Linked DNA regions of Mus musculus: regions 2, 3 and 4 are each linked to region 1. A link is a contact called in public HiChIP or PLAC-seq and promoter capture Hi-C data. All regions are on one chromosome and are shown on one strand. Each heading gives the region's core, a stretch centred on a gene start, on an enhancer-like site or on the middle of the called end of the contact. The rest is flanking DNA. Distances are from core to core; before and after follow the strand shown. Region 1 holds the start of Osr2 (odd-skipped related 2). Region 2 overlaps Stk3 (serine/threonine kinase 3). Region 3 overlaps Stk3 (serine/threonine kinase 3). Region 4 overlaps Stk3 (serine/threonine kinase 3).

Region 1 (3,084 bases), core at 86-2,585:
TCAGTTCAAACACAGCAGAACTGTGTAAAAGCCAGAGAGCTATAGTAGAAAGAGATCTACGATCATGGTGGGGGAGGAGAATTTGGTCAAGTGGGGGGGGGGCACGAAGTTTCTGCCCCTTCCCCGTGCCTCTGCCTTCCCGAAGAGTTAATTAAATTAAGGCGCCCTCCGCATAAACTGGGTTTGTCTCCGCTCCCTCCCTCTCCATTTCATTTTCTTGTTCTGTTCAAGACTGGAATTTGTGGAGCAGAGAAAGTTGCTGTCTGCACCCAGTTTCGCTTCGAAAGCAGTCAGAACTCTTTTGTTCTCTGCTCACAGGTGGGGAGACCGATCCAGCGTTGCTGCCTCCACAAACACCTTGTCCTGCCTCCTTCCTACAACCGCGACTCCATTCCGAGCTATTTCTCGACAACCCAAGCGTCTCAGCTCCTGAGAAGCTTGCCTGTTGGCCTCTGGGCGAAGACCGGAGCAGGAGGAAAAGCAAGAGGCCAGTACACGGTTGGAAAAAATAATCACCCATGACTGGACTATTCCCCTGTGAAATGCGCCTTCGGAGTCGCTGGCTTGATTGCACCGTGTGTCCCGGCCCTTCCGTGCTGAGTGCCGGAGCTGCAGTAGGAGGAAGCGTGGATCCCGCTTTCTAGAGCAGGGGAGCAATATCACGGGGTGATGGGATCTGGCCACAAAGTACGATGATCGGCCTTTATAAATCTTGCCGAATGCGTAAATCTACCAAAACCAAACTAAGGGACAGCGCACAAAAGTACAACTGAGTGTATTAGCTGGGAGTCGCGTGCAGGGACCGGAGGAGGCCAGAACACGAGGCCCGGGACTAGGGTCCGCACGGCTGCCTTTCATTTTCTGAACTTGTAGCGCTCCAGACTGAGAACCTGGGCGCCCCTTGAGCACCCACATCCCTCCCTTCCTTTGGAAGGCTACAGCCTGGCCCTGGAAAGGACACTCACCGCCAGAACCGATGTCTGCCTGGGCAGCGCGGTTCAGACTAGGTCCGGACAGCAGGACGCACAGCTTGGAAAGGTCATGAGGTCCAAACTGGGAGAACTTCTTTTTCGGCGCGTTGTCCCGGGAACCGAGAACATGATCTGGGGGAGCGAAAGCGACAGCGGTAATTGGTCTTCGGCAGTCCGTGGAAGCGGGATGTGTAAAGAGCGAGCGTGTTGGGATGAGTGCTCAGAGCTCGCCCAGATCCCGGTGCCTGGGCCAGTTTCTGACCGCGGACTGCGGGTAAAGTCGGAGCCCGCAGCCCTGCAGGGCCATCACCCTCCGGCTGCGAGCGCGCTGAGCTCCGTCCCAGCCCGCGTCCCGCCCCAGGCTGCCCCTGGCCCGGAGTCCAAGGCTTTAGTAGCGGCCCCGCCTCCCCTCGCGGCGGGCGTCCTGCAGAGGAGCAAGGCTGCAGCGCCCAGGCTCCGCCTCCAAGCCCGGCGCCCGCTAATGGTCCACTCTGTTTACTTGTGTTTGGATAGCAACTGAGTCTTAAAGGCGCAGGTTTGCTTGAGGTTTTCCCAGTTAACCCAGACACAGAGCCCAAGGTGACTCAATTCAAACCTCACACAAAGACAACGCCCATCCCCTCTTTTTGGATGACACTTTCCTCACACCGATAGAAGTCCGACTACTGGATCTTTGCTCCCCCAAGCCCGCAGAGAAGTCCAAAGGGCATTTCGTACTTTTACTCGGTTAGCTGTCGCGTCATTTTACACATCTTAACACTTTTAATATGATCATCTGCTTCAAAGGGCCAAAGCTATCAGTTTTAGATTTTGTTTTCCAGCATATACCGCCCTTCCTCCTATGTAAAACAGTTCTGCCCATACTTTTGGTCAATTGTGACTATGTGTGTAGTCTGGTTTCCTCCCTGTTTTCAAAACGAAGTTTGTTTATGAAGGTGACAATTGACTAATTTCATAATTAGTGCAGAGACATCTGGATGTTCCGGGAGAAATTTCTTTCAATATCTAAGCTTTAATCAGCTAATGTACATTTCATAAGCAGTTAACCAACTTAGGCAAAGGAGTGGGCATCTGCAATCCATTGGCAAACAATAACCTGCCCATCTGGAATGGGTGAAGAACAATCTTTTTTAAATTTTAGGAAAAAACTATTCCAGTGCCTCAAAACGTGCATTATCTTCATTCTCAGCAAAAATTGAGTTCATTGTTCAGCCGCCAGGAAAATTGATTGAATTTGACATGTACTGTTAGGTTTCTTAGTTCTCCTAAAGGTTTAGTTTTGTGAGCGTGTAAATGAGAGGGTATTACAGTCCCTCTGGAAAAGGATGTCAGGGAACGATAAGATCCACTTGAAGCAACTTCTTTTCAGACGCAACGCGCCGCCGGAACAGAACTAAGCAAACTGTCCCTCGTCCCAAACCACTTGAGGACACTTTAGCTGGTGCTTGCAGAACCATAGATCTTTTAAAGGAACTGTACAATTCAAACGTGTTTCACCAAAAGATGCTTTTCGGTCGCCCCCTCAAAGGACAATTACAATAACCTCAACTATGTGAGGAGATGGATAGGTGTAAGCAGAAAGCTACGAGCCGAGCCGAATCGTCAAAGACCAAGCAGGAAGGCAGGCAGACACTACGGAAACGATCCCATTAAGGTAAAAGCCTTTTGTTTTATTTTTGTCAAGGTGAATATTAATTTTCGTTTCTTTGGTAAAACGTAATTCAGGACTAGCAGGCCATCTTCACCAATTGTAGGTTCGCAAGGATTAGGAAGTGAGCCTGGGACAGAGACTGGAGTGTTCAGTATCCTGTAGTGCTTAACTACTTCAGAATAAATTTGATGGACGCAGGAGAACGCCTAGGAAGAGTTGGGGGTTTAAAAAACCGTTTCTCGAGTGAGTTCCATAGGGTGCTTTCATTTTAGCGCTTGGTCTTGAGCCTCAGCTCCCAGGATGCCTGCGGTTCCCTCTTTCCAACCACCTCATTCCTTCGAACAGCCTTTCTCAATTTAGAGAACTGGAGGGAACTTTCTTTACATTCAGACCCCCCCAGGACATACACGCACCGTTGGTGACCTGAGCTTTGAGCCAGTGCTTTCTAGTTCCCTTGCACTA
Region 2 (3,000 bases), core at 382-2,881, 160 kb after region 1:
ACTCACCATCTTTGCTTAATCGGGAGTTATGATGTGGGTCTGTGTGGGTTGCCAGCTATGGTAAGCGTTAGCTGGGTTTGCCTTTGCTTGGCGCCAGATGTGGTTTTGTGTTGTCTTGCTGCTGTGGTGTGTGAACTCCGCTTGGGCAGAGGGAACTCAGGGAGCTAGTCTGCATTTCACCCTACACTGACATCAGGTGTTGGACTTGCAGGAAGTGCCAGTGCACTGCTCAGGGGTGGGAGAACACAGCCTACATTGGGGACCCCTAGCCTGGGTGAGAAACTATGTAGGCTGAGGCCAAAGCTGATGTTTCTTAACTCCTGGACACCCAGACGCTGCTTGGAAGTTCAAGGAATCGGGAAAGGGGGTGCAGGCTGGTGAAGAGGAGTCCTGGTGGGGATGGGGTTGTGGGGGGACTCCAGCTTTGCTTCGTGGAGAGTGTCTGGGAGCGCAGAGGGGCCTTCTGCAGGATACTTAAGCAATGTTGTGATTGTAAAAAGATAAAGCGCAATTAAGATATGTTCTAAGATGATGTGGTGAGGTATGGGGGAAGGGAATGTCTCTGTGGGTCCATGCCTAGGCATCTCTTCCCCTGAGGAACCAGCCACAAGACTGTATAGTATAGAATAGAGTTTATTTAGGGCATGGGGAGGGGAGTTAAGAGAGTAGTAGGGGCAGAGAAAGGCAGAGAGAAGGAGAGAGTCGAGAAGTAGAGGCTGGCCATGACTATGTGGAGAGAGGGGGGATTAGGGTGGGGAGAGTGGGGGAGCAAGGGGCAAGAGAGTAAGAGAACAAGAGAGTAAGAGAGGAGAAGGGGCAAGCAGCCCCTTTTATAGTGGGCCAGGCCTACCTGGTTGTTGCTAACTGTGGGGCGGAGCAAACCTGGCTGTTGCCAGTTAACTGTTGGGGAGGAGTCCAGACAGAGTGCCTAAGTGGCTCTATATGGTGAAGGCTTTCCCCCACGTCGGTTCTTGATGAGAGAGACAGTCCTTGGTTCCAAACTGTTTATTGATTGTTCATTGTGTAGAATACAGTTTCATTAGGGTGGACCAGAGATTAAATACCTTTTGAGGAAGGAATGTTCAGGAAGGGAGGCTTTTGGCTAAACCCTCAGGGCCCATCTAGATACCTCATTAGCATGGAGAACTCTTGTGTTCTGTGCTATGTGACCAGTTGCCAGTTCTTTATGTGAGGAGTCATGGTCACATGTTCCAGGCCAGGAATCTTGAGTAGGTTTTTCTGTAGTAGATGAAACACCTACTGTCCTCAGGTGGGTGCCGGGGTTTCTGAATCCAGTCGACCTTACCAAGTTTTCTGTCACGGTCCCCTCCCCTACATTGACCCTTTCAGTTCCTAGTGGTGTCCAGTTTCATCCCTCTTCGTGCACATGGCAGATTTCATGCTTCTCCATGGTGAAATGGCATTGTCTTTAGAGTGACATTACCTTTCTTTATGTGTTTACTAGTTAGGTTATTTCTGTGTATTGGTGATTGTACATAGTGATATAAGGAATGAGAGCGCAGAGCACTGGCTTTGTTTTCCTTGTGTACATGCTCAGTAGTGTGGCTGCTGGATCACGTGTTTTAAGACCTGTGTCACTACATTCTCTTATTCTCTACTTCATGCTCTTTATAAACAGATAGCACGGAGGAGTGTGTGGCAGTGACTCATGATTTGGGTACTTTGTAGAATACTTTCATTTGTTTGGTTTGGTTTTTGTGTTTCCTCTTTAAGGGCCTCTAGTTGTTTACCTGTGCTCTTCTGTATTTCTTTACTGGAGTTATTTATGTCCTTCTTAAAGCCCTCTATTATCATCATGAGAAGTGATTTTAGATCTGAATCTTGCTTTTCTGGTGTGTTGGGGTATCCAGGACTTGCTATGGTGGGAGAATTGGGTTCTGATGACGCCAAGTACCCTTGCTTTCTGTTGCTTATGTTCTTACGCTTGCCTCCCGACATCTGGTTATCTCTAGTATATCCTGGCCTTGTTGCAACTTCAGAGCTTGCCTAAGTTCCTTCAGTACTCAGCACCGAGGTCAAAACACAACACACCAAGTCACTTAAACTTGCTCAAGTGGATCTGATGATAGACTCTTTTGTGAATATTTATAAATGGATATCCTTAAGAAACATCTCTCACTTCATGCCAGAATTAATAAAATTATTGTTTGCATTTTATTTAATAGTTTCCTAACACTATTATACGTTAGAGAGACTTTGGTTTGATTCTCTTTTGCATTTATTCCCAAGGTAATTGAGTAAATCACATAAGCTTTAGTTTTCTGGTCTAATTCCCGAGTAATTACCTGAAAGACTATAAATATTCAGTAAGTATAAATGAGAAGTAAAACCACTTCTCACTGCAGTAGTACAGTGCCAGAAAGTGCCTAGTAATTACATTCCAAAGTGCTTTCTTTAATTTTAAATTTCATTTTATTTATTTATTGATTGATTGATTGTGTGTGTGTGTGTGTGTGTGTGTGTGCATGTGTTTGCATGTGCTCATGCTTGTACAACATATAAATGGAGACCTTAGGACAACCTGCAGCACTCGGTTCTCTCTTCTGATTGTGGGTTCTGGGAGATTGCACTAATGTCATCAGACCTGGCTGCAGCTATCTTTCCCTACAGAGCCACTTGCCAGGTCTGCCTAATGCACTTATCTTCCTTTTTAATTTACATCTTATTTGTGGATGTATGGTTCTCTGTGTTAGTGGACAAATGCGTGTGGGTCTGCCTGCCGGGGTTATAGTGCACTGGGTTCTCTGCGGCTGTATCTTAGGCAGGAATGAGCAGTTTGATATGGGCGCTGGGAACCAAATTTGGGTCCTCAGAGTAGCGAGCATTTCTGACCACTGACCTATCTCTCCAGCCCCCTAATGTTCATTATTGTGTTTCACTTAGTTTTAGTGTTTTTTCTTTTGTACTAGAGTAGGACCCTCTCAGTTGCTAAGGCTTGTTTTTCAGTTCTTTGCATTACCCCAGGGACTGGGCTGTTTA
Region 3 (3,072 bases), core at 322-2,821, 250 kb after region 1:
TCAGACACTCCAGAAGAGGGCATCACATCTCATTACAGATGCTTGTGAGCCACCATGTGGTTGCTGGGAATTGAACTCAGGAAGAACAGTTAGTGCTCTTAACCACTGAGCCCATGTAGTTATTTTTAAACATTTACGTACATGGTTAATCTCTTTTATATTTATTTAAATGTGTATGTGTACATGCGTGTGAGTGTCATAGTTAATAGCTACCAAGAGGAATAAAAAGTACTGCTGAAAGAGTACTTACAGTCTTCTCAATATCAAAGTAAGAAACAAAAGGTTGATTTTTTTTTTTTGGTAGAGGAAATTTCATCAAATTTAAGCATTATATTATATAACAGTTAGGCCCAAGAGGAAAAGTTGAGATTAATTTAATGTTGCTAAATACATTATGTGTGTGTGTATGTGTGTGTGTGTGTGTGTATATATATATTTTTTTTGTGTGTATATATATATATATATATTTTTTTTTTTTTTACAGGTTTGGATTTAAATTTCTTTTGAATTTTTAAGTTTTAAAATTCTTTGCAGAGATTCTTTTTGTTTTTTTTTTGTGTTTTTATGAAAACAATTTTATTTTGTAATTCTAATAGAGGGAAGAGGGTTGAGACTAACAATCCAGGTATATACAAATTTTTGTTTACCTTCTCAGAGTTTCTTACTTGGTTTCTTTATTTTGAATTTTGTATACATTCAATTTTTAAAAGGATGCTGGATATTTAATGGAAGAACTTTTTAAAGGAAGTGTTGCCAATCAGTCTAAATTTGTTACAGTTAAAATTTGATGGTCTACAGACAATTTATAATCATTTTCTTGTTATAAAATATTGTCAAATTTTTAGTAGTGTCAGTTGGAAAGTTTATAGAAACATTGTTTAAGGTGGTTTAAAATAGAACTAAATCTTTAATTTGAATTTGATGGCACCTGTTTTCATTTTGTTTCCTCGGCAACACTACTGGTACCCAAATTGCCCATAGACCACCCTGGTTTTGGAGGAGAATGAAATCATTCTGTCTTTTTCCTACAAAAACAAAACAAAACCCTTCATCCTTTTACTGACTAAATATTTAAACAGAATTATAAAACATCTGTCAGAGTTTGTGAAGTCACTTTGGAATAAAAGTGTTTAGGACACATAACTGGAAGTTTTGAATAAAATATCTGAGTTATTTTACTTTGACTTTCTTATGGCAACGATTTTAGTAGAATGAAAATTAGAAGTTAGAGTAGTGACTGACAGTGAAAGGAGAAAAATGACTGGACTTAACAAGTTTTGTGGAGAGCTATGCTTTCTTGCTCCATCCATTTGCTGAGAATTTGAATTAAAAACGGAAAAGATGCTTTTTTTTTCCCTAGAATGTTCCTAGCAGTCATTGTTTATTCTCAAAAGCAGTATTTCCCAACTTTTCTAATGCTGTGACCCTTTAATACAGTTCCTCATATTGTGGTGACCCCAACTATACAATTCTTTCATTGCTACTTCATAACTGTAATTTTGCTACTGTTATGAACCATTATGTAAATATCTGATATGCATCCCCAAAGGGATTGGGGTTTGGGGTTGGAGCCACAGCTCTAGACACCCGTAGAAAAAGAGTGAAGCTAACAGAAACATAACCTTTTCTTTTTTCTTTTTCCTTTTTTTAATTGGAGATTTTCTTTATTTACATTTCAAATGTTATCCCTTTTCACAGGTCTTCCTCCCCCTCCCCCCAGAAATCTTCTATCCTACCCCCTCTCCCCTTGTTTCTATTAGGGTGTACCTCCACCCCCCCCCCCCCTCCTGCCCTTAGTTTCCCTACACTGGGGCACCTATCACATTTTCAGAGGACCAAGGACCTCTCCTCTCATTGATGCATGACCAGGCCATCCTCTTCAAAGTATGCAGCTGGAGCCATGTGTACTCCTTTGTTGTTGGCTTAGTCCCTGGAAGCCCTGGGGGACTGGTTGGTTGTTATTGTTGTTCTTCCCGTGGGTTGCAAACCCCTTCAACTCCCTTAGACATTTCTCTAGGGTTATTGGGGACCCTGCGCTCAGTCAAATGGTTGACTGCAAGCATCTGTCTCGGTATTTATAAGGCCTCTCAGGACACAGCCATATCAAGCTCCTTTCAGCATGTACTTCTTGGCATTCACAATAGTGTCTGGGTTTGGGAACTGTATATGAGATGAATCCCCAGGTGTCTCTGGGTGGCCTTTCCTTCAATCTCTGCTTTACACTTTATCTCCATATTTGCTCCTGTGAGTATTTTGTTCTTCTCCTAAGAAGGACCCAAGCACCCACATTTTGGTCTTCCTTCTTGAGCTTCATGTGGTCTGTGAATTGTATCTTGGTTATTTGGATCTTTTGGGCTAATGTCCATTTATCAGTGAGTGCACACTATATGTGTTCTTTTGCAATTGGGTTACCTCACTCAGGATGATATTTTCTAGTTCCATCCATTTGCCTAAGAATTTCATGAATTCATCATTTTTAATAGGTGAGTAGTACTCCATTGTGTAAATGTACCACGTTTTCTGTATCCATTCCTCTGTTGAAGGACATCTGGGTTGTTTGAAATTAGCCCTCTAACAGATGTAGGATTGGTAAAGATCTTTTCCCAATCTGTTGGTTGCCTTTTTATCCTATTGACAGTGTCCTTTGCCTTACAGAAGCTTTGCAATTTTATGAGGTCCCATTTGCCTATTGTTGAATTTATAACATAAGCAATGGTGTTCTGTTCAGGAATTTTCCCCCTGTGCCCATGTGTTCAAGGCTCTTCCCCACTTTCTCCTTTATAAGTTTCAGTGTATCTGGTTTTCTGTGGAGGTTCTTGACCCACTTGGACTTGAGCTTTGTACAGGGAGATAAGAATGGATCAATTTGCATTCTTCTACATGCTGACTGCCAGTTGAACCAGCACCATTTGTGGAAAATCCTGTCTTTTTTCCACTGGATGGTTTTAGCTCCTTTGTCAAAGGTAAAGTGACCATAGGTATGTGGATTCATTTCTGGGTTTTAAATTCTATTCCATTGATCTACCTGTCTGTCTCTGTACAAATACCATACAGTTTTTATCACTATTGCTC
Region 4 (3,141 bases), core at 126-2,625, 230 kb after region 1:
TCCCCCTTGATCACTAATTAAGAAAATACCCCACAGCTGGATCTCATGGAGGCATTTCCTCAACTGAAGCTCCTTTCTCTGTGATAACCCCAGCCTGTGTCAAGTTGACACATAAAACCAGCCAGTACACGCATTAAATTTGGCTATGTTACAGCCTCTCTACCAGATTGAAAGGAACTGTAGTCTGTGACCCCTGTTTTAATGATCTTAAAATTCACTTGAGTTTGAATTCATGCTTATAAAATAGTACAAATTATTTCTTTTTAAAGAATCCTTTAGATATGCTCTATTGCAAACATCTTTCTAGGATACTGTCTTAGTCATTGTTCTGTTGCTGTGAAGAGACACCAAGGCAACTTTTATAAAGGAAGAGATTTAAGTACACAGAAGTATGGCAGTGTGTTGCCAGTAGGGTGCTGGAGAGGTTTCTGGAGTTCTATATCTGGAATGGCAGGCAGCAAGAAGAGATATTGATAATTAGGTTTGGCTTGAGCTTCTGAGACCTCAAAGCTTGTGCTCTAGTGATGTGCTTTCTCTAACAAAGTTATACCTTCTCCAACAAGACCATTCCTCTTAACTGTGTCACTCCCTGTGGACCTATGGATGCCATTTTTATTCAAAGCACCACAGATGCCTTGGTCTCTTTTTCTATCATTTTGACTTCTGCTGGGTTTTCAAGTCCCAACTTAGGTTTTGTTTGTTTGTTTGTTCAGTGTGCATGGTGTTTTGCCTGTGTATGTGTCTGTCGTGTGTGTTGCCCACAGAGGTTGGTCCAGGGTATCAGATCCCCTGACATTGGAGGCATAGATAGTTGGGAGCTTCCACGTGGATGCTAGGAACCAAACCTGGAAGAGCAGCCAGCACTCATCCATATCTCTATCCCCTCAGACTTTATTTAGAAGTATGAGGTCTTCCTCTACAACTGCACTCTATATAGAGTTTGGTTTTTCTCCTCATAATTTGCATATTTTCTTTGGCTAGTGACCTTAGGCATTCCCAAATGTAAATTGTTGTAGTTGGAATTTACAATCCTAATGAGCTCACATAAAAGACACATAATCCAGATATTTTATTTATAAGCGATATGCCTAGATTGGGCAAACCTAAGGCTGTGCTAACATATTCCCCAGCCATAAAGCTCCTTGTTACTTGCTGTTTCTCCTGGCCACACGGTTCTGGCTCATGGCAGTTTGCTCCTCCTCTGTCTTCTTTTTTAATCACTCTACCTGCAACCTCTTGTGGACCCTCCCATTCCCCTGTTCTCTCTCCATTGTCCAACCACAGGCTTTAGCCTTTTATTGACCAGTTGAACTGGGAGAAAGGTTCACATCGCATCACTTGAGTATGTGAATCAACCACATCGTGAGGAACCAGTATTTGCACTAGAATACAAGCAGCAGCAGATCAACCCACTACAATATGGCTTTAAGTTGCTATGTAAATAGTCTTTAATCTTTCTTGTGCGGTGAGCTATTTCACAACTTGAGTACCAAAGTGCATGTTGAGAAGGAGCCAAATCATGCAGAGGATAGATTTCCAAAACCTGAATCCTTACTCTTTCTTTGAAATGACCGTATTCACTTGGTTTTTGGTTTTCCATCAGACTCTTGAAAACAGAGTTATCTTTGCTTTGATTGCAATCAGTGCTTTTTCTTACACTAATGAATACATGAAACACAAGAAGTGCTTTATGTATTTTGCCATTTGTAACATAGAATATGAAACTACTGTTCAGGGTGGGTAGTTAATAAAGCTAATAATGAAATAATAAAATTAGTGATCTGTACAGTCTCATATAGTTATCAATGGTTGTGTGTGTGTTGGGGGGTGGGTAGGATAAAAGAACCTTCTGAGAGTGAAAACAAAAGTCCCTAACTAGAATTTTCCAGTGGGAAAAAATACATTTGAAATTGTTAAAATATCACTAGGTAGCTTGTTTATTACTTAACCTGTCAGTAGCAAAACCAAGATTTGAACTCAGGGATCAAACTTAGGTCATTCGTTAGACTGTAAGTGCCCTGAACAGTTTAGCCATCTTGTGTCCTTTGACCATTCTTAATAGGCTTAAGGCCTTACCAACCACATGTAATAAGCACACTACTTCTTAGTGTCCTAACTTCCCAGACTGATCTGAGATCAGATTTTTGTAGCCATTTTCTTAGATACATAGTGGGGTTTTTTGTCTGCAAATTAGCTGTGATGGCCCCTCTTATGTGCACTGCACAGAGTCGTTTGTTAGATGCAAATGAGATGTCTGAGAAATGCGCCCATATGTTAAAGAAAGTAGAATTGTTATGTACCATTCTGCAGTATCTTTTAGTTTTTAATGAATGATTCAAGTTCTTATAATGATTCCTACTTAATGCTAGTTACAATTCTTTCTTAGAAAACTCTTTGCTGTGGAAAAACAAGCACTGTCTGCCATCACCTGACTTTGCATTGGTTGTCCATAGGACAGTGGAGGAATCAGGGCCTTCCAAGTACCCAAGGCATTGTTTTGCTCAGGTGGCTTCTGCAGTGGCTACTGGAAATAATATGCAAGAAATACGGAAATAATGGGCATGCAGACAGAGATAGATTGTCTTTCCTTTCTAGTGGTGATAAGTGGAGTTTTTTAAAAAAAAAGTATGTTTATGTCTATGACCTTACATGTTGGTCTGTGTGCCACAGTGATTGAGTGAGAGTCTCTCTGTGTGTGTATGTGTGTGTGTGTGTGTAGGCCAGAGAATAACCTTGGATTTTCCACTTTGCCTTTTGTTTGGTTTGAGACAGCCTCTTGTTCACACTGCTTACTCCAGGCTGGCTGGCCCACAGCTTCCAGGGATTCTCATGTCTCTGACCCTCATCTCCATATAAGGTGCTCTAATTACAAATGAGTTGTACTTGTTTGACGTTACATGGTGTACTGGCTGGTTTTATGTGTTAACTTGTCACAAGCTAAAGTCATCAGAGAGGAAGGAGCCTCAGTTGAGGAAATGCCACCATGAGATCCAGCTGTAAGGCATTTTCTCAATTAGTGATTAATGGGGGAGGGCGCAGCCCATGGTGGGTGGTGCTGTCCCTGGGCTGATAGTCATGGGTTCTAAGACACATGGGTTCCTGGGATTCAGATCTTCATGCTTGTGTGGCAAGTGTCTTGCC

What was found. Promoter capture Hi-C pulls out the DNA fragments that hold promoters and counts their contacts. HiChIP or PLAC-seq counts read pairs in DNA pulled down with a chosen protein or histone mark.
Region 2: a promoter capture Hi-C map of the C10 cell line shows a contact between it and region 1, with 2.5 times the contacts expected there. The contact joins the enhancer-like site here to the promoter of Osr2 in region 1. A contact is called at or near these places in 5 of 39 promoter capture datasets (the 3T3-L1 cell line, the C10 cell line and fetal liver), 2 of 484 Hi-C or Micro-C datasets (embryonic stem cells and nephron progenitors) and 4 of 115 datasets of contacts at active chromatin or transcription factors (all in embryonic stem cells).
Region 3: a contact with region 1 is called in an H3K27ac HiChIP or PLAC-seq map of large pre-B cells, with 3 times the contacts expected there. The contact joins the enhancer-like site here to the promoter of Osr2 in region 1. A contact is called at or near these places in 3 of 115 datasets of contacts at active chromatin or transcription factors (embryonic stem cells and large pre-B cells) and 1 of 9 other capture datasets (adipose tissue).
Region 4: a promoter capture Hi-C map of the 3T3-L1 cell line shows a contact between it and region 1, with 5 times the contacts expected there. The contact joins the enhancer-like site here to the promoter of Osr2 in region 1. A contact is called at or near these places in 13 of 39 promoter capture datasets (the 3T3-L1 cell line, 3T3-L1-derived adipocytes, the C10 cell line and 7 more), 3 of 15 datasets of contacts at CTCF or cohesin (the NIH/3T3 cell line, large pre-B cells and pro-B cells), 31 of 484 Hi-C or Micro-C datasets (B cells, the BV-2 cell line, CD4 T cells and 16 more), 12 of 115 datasets of contacts at active chromatin or transcription factors (the SCID.adh cell line, bone marrow-derived dendritic cells, bone marrow-derived macrophages and 7 more) and 1 of 9 other capture datasets (embryonic stem cells).

What each region holds. Positions count from the first base shown.
Region 1 is chr15:35,294,349-35,297,432 of GRCm38.p6, reverse strand. Osr2 (odd-skipped related 2) reads right to left here and starts at 1,335. Exons shown (of 4, transcript NM_001368665.1): 1 at 966-1,335. Gm52178 (a long non-coding RNA gene) reads left to right here and starts at 1,399. Exons shown (of 3, transcript XR_003951500.1): 1 at 1,399-2,625.
Region 2 is chr15:35,133,597-35,136,596 of GRCm38.p6, reverse strand. The region is part of intron 1 of Stk3 (serine/threonine kinase 3); the gene reads left to right. Among named protein-coding and RNA genes, the nearest start is that of Stk3, 21 kb to the left of the region's middle. Within about 2 kb of position 1,631, at least 9 of the 459 cell types and tissues checked have an H3K27ac peak or open chromatin away from gene starts, as enhancers often do.
Region 3 is chr15:35,049,345-35,052,416 of GRCm38.p6, reverse strand. All of the region lies in intron 6 of Stk3 (serine/threonine kinase 3), which reads left to right. Among named protein-coding and RNA genes, the nearest start is that of Stk3, 100 kb to the left of the region's middle. Within about 2 kb of position 1,571, at least 3 of the 459 cell types and tissues checked have an H3K27ac peak or open chromatin away from gene starts, as enhancers often do.
Region 4 is chr15:35,067,570-35,070,710 of GRCm38.p6, reverse strand. The region is part of intron 6 of Stk3 (serine/threonine kinase 3); the gene reads left to right. Among named protein-coding and RNA genes, the nearest start is that of Stk3, 87 kb to the left of the region's middle. Within about 2 kb of position 1,375, at least 3 of the 459 cell types and tissues checked have an H3K27ac peak or open chromatin away from gene starts, as enhancers often do.